4 separate regions of the Mus musculus genome follow, and all the other regions are linked to region 4. Evidence: chromatin contacts called from public HiChIP or PLAC-seq and promoter capture Hi-C data. All regions are on one chromosome and are shown on one strand. Each heading gives the region's core, a stretch centred on a gene start, on an enhancer-like site or on the middle of the called end of the contact. The rest is flanking DNA. Distances are from core to core; before and after follow the strand shown. Region 1 holds the start of Zbtb7a (zinc finger and BTB domain containing 7a). Region 2 holds the start of Timm13 (translocase of inner mitochondrial membrane 13). Region 3 holds the start of Gng7 (guanine nucleotide binding protein (G protein), gamma 7). Region 4 holds the start of Adamtsl5 (ADAMTS-like 5).

Region 1 (2,820 bases), core at 212-2,711, 790 kb after region 4:
AAAAGAAAAACAAAACTAACATACCGGGCTCCCTTCGACCTGGGGCAGTTTGTAAATATTATCAACAACAGAAATAACAATGAATGAAAAATAACTAAATTAAGGACCGGGCATTTGGAGGCTGACATCTCATATTGTGACAGACACACTTAAAGCTAAAGCAAGGATGGCCAGTCTCCATACGAAGGGGAACTGAAGGGGAAACTGAGGCCAGGCGCTGGTTCTAACTCCCCGCTCCGCCCCCTCCCCAGAGCCAGATCCACAGTCAGGTCGTCTGGTGGCTGTGGCGTGCTGGAACCCGAACCCAGCAGGCCTGGTGAACCGGGATGTCGCCTGTCCCCTCCTCTGCCTTCCCCTCCCTCTCCAGACCTCTCCCACGACCAGAGAGGAAGTGGGAGAGAAAAGGACAAGGGGGTGAAAAAAAAAGAAAGAAAGAAAGAAAGAAAACAGAAAACGCAGGGTTGGATTCGCACTTTCCTACTTCCCACCTCTGTCCTGCGGAGCTGTGCGGCGCCCCTGCGAGGGTCCGGGTCCACGCCCCACACCAGCCGGGCCAGCCAGCCGGCTGCGGGGAAAATTACAAGGCCTGGAAAACAACCGTCCTTCCCCGCCCCTCGCCAACCCCTTCCCCGCGCTACGCCCCTGGCACAGCCGGGTGGAGGCGACTGTTTTATGTAATCGCGGGGCGGCAGGTTTGCTGGCTGGCTGCACCGGTGAGGGCGGGACCCCCGAGCTCAGCTGACATTTCGCGGCCCTGCAAGTCTTCCCCTGGGGGGTCCCTGGTATGGCTTTGGTAATTTAAGGCGCAGATGGGGGCGGGGGTGGACGGAGACCCGACACTCTAAAGCAACCTAGCTGTACTTGCAAACTCTGGGTTCCTCGCAGTTTGAGTAAACTGAGGTTTATGTGGGGGTTAGGGGACCTGGAGCTCAAATGCAGACTCTGATCTTTTTTCTTCCTTTCCTGGGTTCTTTGCACTACTTGGGTAAACTGAGGCCAAGGATGACAGGAGCGCCGATGCAACCTCGCCGACCTTGCAACAGACCTTTTCTTCTCCTTTCGATTCCTTGCATTATTTGGGGAAACTGAGGCTCAGAGAAGGGAGATGCGGTACCATGGCAGCGCCCTGGTGGCCTTGGAGAGAGGTGTGAGGCAAGGGACCGTCACTTCCTCGCCTTCATCTCAGCTCCTTGGGCCAGAGGGCCCCTTACGCCCCGGCACCCAGTCCTCCGGGTGCGCACCGCACTCCCGCCCCCATTGCCAACCCGGTCCCGCCCCGCCCCGGGCTTCGGGGGCACAGCCCGCGCCCCCTGAACCCCGCCCTGCGCGCACAGGCCGGGGCTGTTTATCTGCGGCCCCCACCCCCTGAACCCGAGGGGCCCCTCTTGCCCGCCCCCAGCACCCTGGGGTGCTCCGGGCCGTAGATAAGCCAGCAGGCTGGCACGGCGCCGCGCACGGGGCGGAGAGGTCACGGGCTTGCCAGGGGAGGGGCCGATGGGTCGGGGCTGCGCCCCCCGCCCGCCCGGCACCCCCAAATCCCTAATCGCAGCCCGATCTGCTCTCGCGGCGCAGCCCCGCGGGACGTGGCAAGAGCCGACCTGCAGAGCCTGTTCTGGCCGCGGTGGCCGGGGGGGCGGGCTGGGCGTGGGGGTGCCGGCGCTGCGGCACCTTTAAGACGAGGGAGGACCCCTCTTGCCCTCGGACAAACCAGGAAGGGAGTCGCGAGCATCATACGGGGCTTTGCGTACTGTACGGCTACTGTAGGGGCAGTGACGCCGCCGCCCGCCCGAGCGAGGTCCGCGCCGCGGGCTGCCCCGATCGCGCGTCCTCCGGGCTCGGGTCCCCGCGAGGTAAGCTGCCCGGGCTGAAGGGGACTCCTCTCCCGGAGAGGTGGGTTTTGTTTTTCTTTTTTTTTTCCTTTCTTTCCTTTTTAATTTCCTTGCAGGGTGGGGACGCGGCCGGGGGCGCAGTGCGCACCCCGAGAGCCCGTACGGAGCGGAACGGACTGGATGGGGGATCTGGGGCGCCTCCGTAGCTCAGGGGTTCTGGAGACCAAGATTGCCCGGCCAGAGCCGAAGAGGAGTCGGGAGGCGGGGGGGCTCCGCCCGGGTCCCTCCGGGGCGAAGGGCACAAGCCCGCTCCCGATCCCTCCTCCCTACTCGGGCGGCACGGCCTCAGGGTTCCCGGCGCGCGGCCCGCGGGGGAGGGGAGCCGGGCCTCACCGAAGGCGAAGGTGGGGGCTGAGGGGTGCGTCGCGTGCTAAGTTTGCAATAGGGCCCGGGGCGCGCCGCTCCCCTTTCCGAGTGGTAGTGGGCAAGCGGGGGGCGGGGAAGGCCTATCCGGGATTGCGCGCAGACGTTGGAGTTGGCCAGGATGGAGCGCCTTGGCGGAGGGGGGGAGGGGGCTGACAAAACAGGGAGGGGGGCTTTGCAAAAAAAAAAAAAAAAAAAAAAAAAAAAAAAAAAAAAGGCCCGAGAGAGGCGGAGGGAAGGGGTGAGGGGTGGAGTGTCTGGGAGGCGGGCGCGTCGTCGCGGTTCTCCTGGGCTCTGTAGTTCTTTCGCTTATCTTCAGTGCTTGTTGTTTTGGAAGGTGGCCTTGGAGAATAAACTACAAATCCCAGAGTGCCTCGCGATAGCGGCGGGTCAGGGAGGGGCGTTGCGGAGGAGGGGCGGTGAGTGGCAGACCTGAGGGCCAATGGATACTAGAAATCGTCCGGCGCGGCGCTGCATGGGGGTGGAGCCTGCGTTTGGGCGGGGCCTGCGTGCAGGGGCGGGGTTTATGCAGAAGAGGCGGAGCTTCCGCGGCTCCCTCGCCCGGGGC
Region 2 (2,765 bases), core at 22-2,521, 550 kb after region 4:
CAGCACCCTGGGCCTCATGCATGATAGGTGAAGGCTACATGAAGCCTTGCTTCTTAACCTCGGCTGGTCTCCCCGGGATGACCAAACACCTGAGATCATGCTCCGAATTCCCTGAGAGCCAGCAGCCCACTGACCCCAAGGGGAAAGATACCCTGGGAGGTCTGGGCCTACTCAGGGGAAGGGACCTGAAGCAGTGAGGTGACACGCCTGCTTTACTGCCCCAGCAGCGATTTATTGGCCTGCTCTCCTGAGGTCACAGGTCAGTGGGGCCAGCCAGATCCCTGTGCTCTGTCGGGTCCTCACTCTCTTCTGAGATTGAGCTGGACGCAGCAACCCAGGGGAGAGGCCTCGATCCCCAAGCCCTCCATGCTGCCAGACTTCAGGGCGGCTAGGAGGAGACACCCTAACTGGCAGGGAAAACAGTTCAGACCATAAGCACGGTGTCCCGAGGCACAGGTCCCGGTCACATGTTGGCTCGTTCCCGCTGCAGTCGAGAGTTGTAGGCGCGGGACACGGTATTCCAGGCGTCCATGTAGCGGTCCATGCACATGGCGATGCATTTCTGCAAAGCGTGGAGGGGGATCCCTGACTGACGGTCACACGACCCGAGGATCACCCATGAAGGCTGCACCGATCTAGGCACAGAAGCCGGGTCCTCACCCCGCGCACGCGCACAACTTCCTCAGTAGCTAAGGCTAGAGGCCGCGCACGCGCACATCTCTCAACCTCCTAGACGCTCCTGACCCCGCGCCCCTCACCACCCCGGGTTCCCGAGATGTCTCACCTGCTCCGAGTTATCCAAGGAGCCCCCGGGCTTCCCGATGCACTTCCGGAAACACTTGTCCGTCATTCTCTGTGGACACACGCGAGGTCTCAGCGGGGACTCACCCGGGGAACCCCGCCACCAACCCCGGCGCGCCCCGCACCTGGAGCAGCTCCTGCGCGTTGGCCACGGCGATCTGCACTTTCACCTGCTCCATAATGGCCCCCGGGTCCAGCTTCCCGCCACCCGTGCCGCCAAAATCCGAGCCGAAGCCGCTGTCCATGGCTGCTCAGTCAACCGGGCCACGGTCGCGCACACCGACCATACGCCCCGGAAGCCAAGCCGGGGCACCACGGGAAACAGAGGCTGAGTCGATTCCCACAAGGCAGCGCGCGTCGTCAGCAGTCTGACAAAGCTGCGGCCTGAGTCACCATGGAAACAAGTTAAACTACACCTCCCACAAACCCGTGCGCGCCGTGCACTCTGACCTCGGAGGCTCTATGGGAAACTGCAAACTCCTGCTCCCACAAGGCTGTGCGCGCCGTCCCTAAGCACTGTCCTTTGGCTTCTAGAAAGGAAGGAAACCCGAACCACAATTCCCAGAAGGCTGTGCAACTTCCCGCGTGAGCCCACTGACTTTTGACGCCCTGGCAAGGGCTGGACCAGGGTCATTTTGTCCTGGACCTCCCCGCTGCGCATGCGTACAATATAAAATCCTCGCTGCTTTTTTTTTTTTTTTTTAATATGTTTTTTTTTTAAAGTTATACGGATGGTTGTGAGCCACCATGTGGTTGCTGGTATTTGAACTTCGGACCTTCGGAAGAGCAGTCCGGTGCTCTTACCCACTGAGCCATCTTACCAGCCTGCTGCTCCTATCTTAATCTGAAGATCTACTCTGAGGCTGCAGTTAAAGTCAATGTTTATTTGAGTATACAAAAGTTTCCAGTTGTAAAATGTATATTACAAATCATAGGCGTAAAAGAAAAGGTGGAACACACGTTTGGCATGCATCTTATAAAAGAAACAATCTGTAGAGCTGAGCGATGTGCGCAGTGCCGGCGGCTCCCCAGCAGCAGTGCCACTCCGGTAACCATCTCACCTAGCCAGGGCCAGAAACAGACCCCTGAGGACCTGCAGATTACTCTAGACCTGCTCCTCAAATACAAGGAAGCTAGCTCCAGTGCAGAGTACACCTGCCCTGTGGGCAAGGCAGCAGAGCTGCGCAGTGACTGCAGCCAGCCATAACTATCCAGGATCCAACGCCGGTCACAAAGAAAACGGAGGTATCTAGAAGCAGGAGGTGGCTGGTGGGTTCTGGAGGTTGGTGGCAGTGGTGGCATCCTGTGGCCAAGAGCTCTTGCCTTGGGGGAAGACTAGGCCTGGACTCTTCCTACCATCAGCTGTGCCAGGAGAGAGAAAGAACTCGCCCTAGCTCAGTAAAGGAAGCTGCCAGTTGTGGCAGCTCCAGGCCTGAACCCCCAGAGCATCATCCCAGTGAGCTGCGTTACTGACCGATGTAAAAAAATAAATATTCTTTAAAAAAATACCATGTGTCAGTGGTGGGGAGGTGACAGGTGAAACTGGCTGGCTCCTGGCACTAAGTTGCAGGGAAGCAAGTTTCCAGGCCTTGCCATCGAGGTGGGGCACAGAGGGGCCACACAGTATTCATACAGGAGAGGCCAGGAGCATAGCTAGTGTGGCCACACTCATGTGAGCAGTCACTGGCTGGGAACCTGCAGCCTTTGCTCCTGAAGGCACAACGCCCACGGTTTGCCTGTCCCCTTCAGTCTTAGGATGGGAGGCGTCGTCCCATGTGTGAACTCGCTCCTCCTTGGTCCTCCGCTTTAGAAGGGACTAGAACAATTCAGAATCTGGGACCAGAGAAGCCTGTGAATGCCCTGGAGCTGGGGACTGTTATAAACCCTTCAGATTCAGAGCACAAAGCTGGGCCATCCCTGGTTTCAGGTGCCATCAACTCCAGGAGAGGAGGGTCTGCCCTGTG
Region 3 (2,700 bases), core at 49-2,548, 670 kb after region 4:
CAAGTTCAGAGACAATCTTACACTAAACTGCAAGCTGACTGTGGTGTTTTTGAGACAGTGTCTCACTCTGCAGTCGTGGCTGTCCTGGAACTCACTATGTAGCCTAAGCTAGCCTCAAATTTTCCATTTTTCTGCCTCAGTTTCCTAAGGACTGGGAGAGCACGCCTGCCACCACCGGGGTAGAGATTCTCATTTGCACCCCAGGATGGTGGGAGTCAAGGGGGGTTCCTCATAGTCTTTCTGTGACAGCTTGCACCAGAATGGCCTTAACACATATCTTCCCTGGCAGATACTGCAGGGAGCCTACCCAGGGCTAGCTGCCCTGCCCTCATGAGGAGGTAGGGGGGACTGAGGACTGAGGGACAGCAGCTAACAGATCAAAGCAGAGTCCCAAAGCCACTGAGAGCACTAGACCTGTCTGCAGCTGCAAACCGGTGAACTTGGTGCCTGGTTCCCTGACACCTGGCAACAGTTTCAGTGCTATAACAAGAGGTCCCCCAGCCAGCCACCGTCACCCTCTCTCCCACCTCGCCCCTACCCCCACCCCATCCCACCCCCGCAGTGGAGAGCTGCCCACACACCTTAACACTATTGCCCCTAACACTCCCACAGGAAGTTTCTGAAACAGTCAGTCAACACTGGAGCCTTGTGCACCCCAAGATCTAAGCCTATGTACCCTGAGTCCCTGAGAGGGACACACAGGTACCTTCCCCCTGCTCTATGTCTTTGTCTCCAAGGTGTTGGTACTGTGTGCAACCAAACAGCAAACAGGTAGTGCCCCACTCCTCCTTGACTGCACCCCACTCCTCCCTGACTGCACCCCTCTTCTCCATGACTGAACTCCATTCTTCTCTGTCTGTATCCCACTGTTGTCTGACTTCACTTCACTCCTCCCTTATTGTACCCCACTTCTCCTGACTGTACGCCACTCCCCTGACTACACCACACTCCTGTCACCTTACCCAATACGTATCTGACTGCACCAAACTCAGTCTTGTATGACTGTACCCCACTCCTCCCTAATTGACTGCACCCCACTCCTCCATAACTGATTGCCACCCATTCCTCCCTGATTGCACCCCACTCCTCTTTGACTGCACCCCAACTCTCTCTGACTGCACCCCACTCTTGTCTGACTTCACCCCACTTCTCTGGGCTGCCCCCGTCCTCTCTGAGGCAGCCCACTCCTCCCCGATACACCCCGAGTCTCTTCAGCATGCGGAGCTCACCTGCCTCCAGCCAGTGTCTCAGCAGCCGCACAGCCGAACGCACCGCGGGGCCTAGAGAGGGCTCTTCCATGGGGCGGGGTCTCCCGCGATGAGGGCGGAGCCTCTGTAGCATTCGGACCAATCAGAAGCCAAGGTGGCGGAGGTTGGTCCAGAGGAGGAGCCTAGGGCCGACAGTCTGGTAGGCTTAGCCTTGGGGGCAGGGCGGGGCTTCGGGCTCGAGTGGGCGGGCCAAACCCAGGAATGGCGTCTCCACGGGCCATTCACTAGCTGGAGGGCGGGGTTATGCGTCTAAAGATTGGCAATCAATGGTGCAATCAAAGGGGCCTCTCTGAGGAGAAGCTGCTTAACGTTAGGCATGTACTAAGTCAGGCTTTGTTTTGTTTGGATTTTCGAGTTTATTTTATTGGTGTGTATTTATTGTATGGTATAATGAGTTTCATTATGACGTTTGCATACATTTGTATCCCATATTGTGATAATATTCATCTTCCGCTGAGCATCATTTTAGCAGTAAGAAAACACCGATCAAACTCCCCATCTCAGCCCAGATCTAACAGAACAGCAAGGTCCAGTCAAAAAACCCCATGGGAGCCAGGGACAGGAAGCTCCCTTGTGGTTTTCAAGGAACGAGTTTGAATCCCGAGCAGAGACCCAGGATAGTGAGGAAATACTGATTTTTTATTTGCTTGTTTATCATTTCTGTATTCTGATGTTCATCTCCGGTTTTTTCTATTCTCTCTGTTACTTGGGTTTTTTTTTGGCTTTTGCAGTACTTGGCTTGGGTTATAACTTCAGCCATATATATATATTTTAAGACAGGGTCACAGTAAACCGCCCAGGCTGGCCTTGAACTCACCATGCAGGAGAGGATGACTTTGACTCTCCAGTGGGGGCAGTGGCACCAGGGACTCATGCTGGAAGCCCCAGCCCATGGGTCTGCATTCTCTACAAGTTTTCTTGGTGACCTCAGAGACATCTGGAACATCCCTGCAGGTAACAGCCATCCCAGGGAAAGACCAGTGCAGCCCCTGGGTGGGTGACCTCAGGATTCTGGTGTGGACTGACATTCTGTGACAGACAATCTACTGGCTCGGCTCCCTGGACTCTTGTCATTCCTGAAGGAACCTGGCTATCATCCACACACACATCCACACACATACATGCACACACATATGAATGCCCCCACCACAGACATGCACAGACAGGCACACACATGCACGTGTGCTCACACACACAAACACACACAAACACTGCACTTTATATTCAGAGAAAGCCCAGAACCTTTCTTCAGTGTTCTTCCCTGGCACATCCCATCCAGGCTGTCCCCAGACCCTACTACTGTTTGTGGTTCACCTGGTAGATGCAGAGTTGGGCTATCTTCCAGCACTTGAGAAGATGAGGCAGGAGGACTGCCCCAAGTTTGAGTTCAGTTTGGGCTACATGGGTGAGTTTGAAGCCATTGTAGGCAACA
Region 4 (2,771 bases), core at 80-2,579:
ATGTGGTTGCTGGGATTTGAACTCAGGACCTTTGGAAGAGCAGTCGGGTGCTCTTACCCACTGAGCCATCTCACCAGCCCCAGTGTGTTCTTTTATAATGCACAAGGAATCCTTTAAGGACAGTTTTTAGGTGGCTGCAAGTTTAGTCACCCCTTTCATCTACCTTCCTGGGTGGCCAGGAACCAACCATTCCATTTCTCCAGGCCTCGGTTTCCCCATCTGTGCAGTGAAAACCCGCGGAACCCCATCCCTGAGTCTCTGAGAGCCTGTAGAGGGATAATTAATGGAGGCTCATCCAGAAACTCAGGGTGGAATGGATGTCCCCCTCCCAGCTGCCCCCCAGCCTCTGGGGACCGCTGTGCTCCCAGGTACCCCATAGCCTAAGGGACCTCCTCCCCACCCCCAACCCCACCCCGTGGCAGGCGCTGGGCGGCTGACCTGGCCTCCTGCCAACACGTGGGTCATGGTCTCATCTGCCAGAGCTGCGGGCTGCGGTGCCTAGAGGATCTGCGGACAAGAAGAGCAGGGTGGGGCTGAGTGGAGGTCTCAGTTTCCCCAACTGTAGAGACCGGATGAAGTCATTCTCAGCCGACGCCCTCCTCCTCGTGATCCCAGCCTGGCAAGACCAGCCAGGAGGGAAGGGAACCAAGATGAAGTGAGTCCCTTCTGGGCCCGGGCCAGGCTCTCTGAAGGGCACACGGGCTCTCAAAGATCTGCAGCCCACAGGGTCCAGGTACCTGAAAAAGGGGTAAGGAGGACAAAAGTACCCCGGCCCGGCTGGAACCAGGGTCTCTCCGGTTGTCAGCCAATCTGATGTCCTTTAGGACACCTTGGGACCGAGATGGCTGTAAATTGGAAACTCACGGGAACTGCTTCAAGACACTCGCCGGACCCTTCCTTCTGCGGGCCCAGAAACTGGGCTGTCCCGGGAAGGAAGGAAGAAGGAGGCTGGGGAAGGCCATCTCATAACCCCCTTCGTGAGGGGGGCTCCTACCCATGTCTGTCAATGCCCTCTCCCGAGCACCGCATCTAGCACTGCATCCCTCTCCCGCATTGGTGCACCAGTCACTGGGGTGTCGGTCTCCTGAGTTTCAGTCCCATCCCGTAGGAAGTGCGACCCCCAAACTCACCCACCATCCTAGGGATTGCTGCTTTCGCTCCGAGCAGGGAAAGAAACCAATCTCATCCCCGCCGCCACACCGGGTGGAATAGTGGCAGGATGGGAAGAGGGACTTACCATCTGCTGAGAGCCCAAGGCAATACGTCCAAGTTTCCCCGGGACGCCCCGGGGACTGGCGGAAGCGGCGGGGCCCCAAAGTGCGGGACTGCGAACTCGGTCGATCCCTCCCACCCGGGCCTCCTAGGCGCGCCCAGGCTGGGGTCACCGAGGGCGCAGGCCAAGGGCGCCCTCGTGCGGCAGGAGAGGGCGCACGCGTTGGGCCCGGACCTGCGGCAGGGGGCTGACCTACTGTGTCTGACAGCGCAGCTCAGCGGCCCAGCGTTGGTCCTGATATCCTGGGTGCCAGTGACCTTGGGAAGTGCAGCTGCGGGGCGGTGCGCGGGGGTGACTGGACTGCTATTCCGGGCGCCGCGCTCAGGGCCAGGGAATGTGCCTAGCGCTGGGGCTTGGGGTGGGATAGTCCATGCCAGGGCGCCCTCTCACTCTCAGTACCCCGTCCTGCTCCGTAGCACCCCGCAGCCAGATACGCCAGATTTCCTCTCCTCATCCCCATCACCCACTCAGGCCAGGCTCCTAGCTCTGTCCCAACAATCCCTGGGACCCCAACCCAGGTCTCCATCATCCCTGCAACTGGGACTTCCCACCCCGTCCCTGTTACCCCCAATTAGACCTCTCCACGCTGGTCCACATCATTCCCCAGTTAGACCTTCCTGCCTTGGTTCGCATCTCCACCCCCCCCGCCCCCCGACTCCTCACTCGAGTCCCAAGCATCCCCTCACGAGGCCCCGCGCGCCCGCTGGGGGCGGAGGGACCCTCCCTGCCCCACATTCCCAGGCGCTGCCGTCACCAATGCTCCACCCGGTCCCGCCCTCTAGGCCTGGACGCCAGTGCTGCTTCTCTCCACTGGTTTTGGCCTCAAGCCCTCCGCCTCAGTTTCCCATTCCCGGCACTCTGCCAGCCTCTTGTGGACCCCCTGACCCCATCGCCTTCGTGTAGCCTCCCGGCAGCCGGGCAGAAGGACGCCGCACTGCGATGATCAGTGCTGTGTGGACCATGCTATTCCTGGGCGCTGAACTCGCCTCCTCTAGGAAGCCCACCTGGCTGACCTCTGGCCCGCTTTCCTCACAGGGCACGGTGCCTGCTGTATGCACTCCCTGAAAAGCAGACTGCCTGCAGTATTTACTACACATAGAGGACAGTGTCTGCTGTATACACCTGCCTCAGGGAGGTCCTCTGGACAGGGCTCAGCACAGGACAGCCGCTGGAAACATCTCTGAGTGTGACCACTCCGTGACATTATTATGCAAGTCACTGTGTGCACACAGCTATGGCCCAGCAGCCAAGCCCAGTGTGGGGAGGTGGCCATGCATGGCCATGACTCCGATTTCTGACACCCATCATCCTGTTGAAGAAAAGATGCTAAGGCCAGGCATGGGCTGTGAGGAGAACCCCTACAGAACATATAACCACTAAAGGGGCTAGAGGCAAGGGTGGCCTAGCCAGGGTCAGCAGGAGAATGAGAGACAATCCTGACGTCCTGCTGTGAAAGGAAGGGACCTCAGCAAAGCAAAGATGAGGACCGTGTTAGGGA

The links. HiChIP or PLAC-seq counts read pairs in DNA pulled down with a chosen protein or histone mark. Capture Hi-C pulls out chosen DNA fragments and counts their contacts.
Region 1: an H3K27ac HiChIP or PLAC-seq map of microglia shows a contact between it and region 4, with 11 times the contacts expected there. The contact joins the promoter of Zbtb7a here to the promoter of Adamtsl5 in region 4. A contact is called at or near these places in 4 of 115 datasets of contacts at active chromatin or transcription factors (bone marrow-derived dendritic cells, bone marrow-derived macrophages, microglia and 1 more) and 1 of 9 other capture datasets (liver).
Region 2: a contact with region 4 is called in a promoter capture Hi-C map of liver, with 2.6 times the contacts expected there. The contact joins the promoter of Timm13 here to the promoter of Adamtsl5 in region 4. A contact is called at or near these places in 2 of 115 datasets of contacts at active chromatin or transcription factors (bone marrow-derived macrophages and pancreatic cancer cells) and 2 of 9 other capture datasets (adipose tissue and liver).
Region 3: a FOXA1 HiChIP or PLAC-seq map of pancreatic cancer cells shows a contact between it and region 4. The contact joins the promoter of Gng7 here to the promoter of Adamtsl5 in region 4. A contact is called at or near these places in 2 of 39 promoter capture datasets (fetal liver and liver), 2 of 115 datasets of contacts at active chromatin or transcription factors (bone marrow-derived macrophages and pancreatic cancer cells) and 1 of 9 other capture datasets (liver).

The regions. Positions count from the first base shown.
Region 1 is chr10:81,134,810-81,137,629 of GRCm38.p6, forward strand. It overlaps Zbtb7a (zinc finger and BTB domain containing 7a), which reads left to right and starts at 1,462. Exons shown (of 3, transcript NM_010731.3): 1 at 1,462-1,890.
Region 2 is chr10:80,899,698-80,902,462 of GRCm38.p6, forward strand. It overlaps Timm13 (translocase of inner mitochondrial membrane 13), which reads right to left and starts at 1,272. Exons shown (of 3, transcript NM_013895.4): 1 at 927-1,272; 2 at 785-853; 3 at 1-562. The coding sequence starts at 1,046. The coding sequence ends at 464. It overlaps Lmnb2 (lamin B2), which reads right to left. Exons shown (of 12, transcript NM_010722.5): 12 at 1,666-2,765.
Region 3 is chr10:81,013,627-81,016,326 of GRCm38.p6, forward strand. Gng7 (guanine nucleotide binding protein (G protein), gamma 7) reads right to left here and starts at 1,299. Exons shown (of 4, transcript NM_010319.3): 1 at 1,230-1,299.
Region 4 is chr10:80,347,119-80,349,889 of GRCm38.p6, forward strand. It overlaps Adamtsl5 (ADAMTS-like 5), which reads right to left and starts at 1,330. Exons shown (of 13, transcript NM_001285435.1): 1 at 1,238-1,330; 2 at 439-507.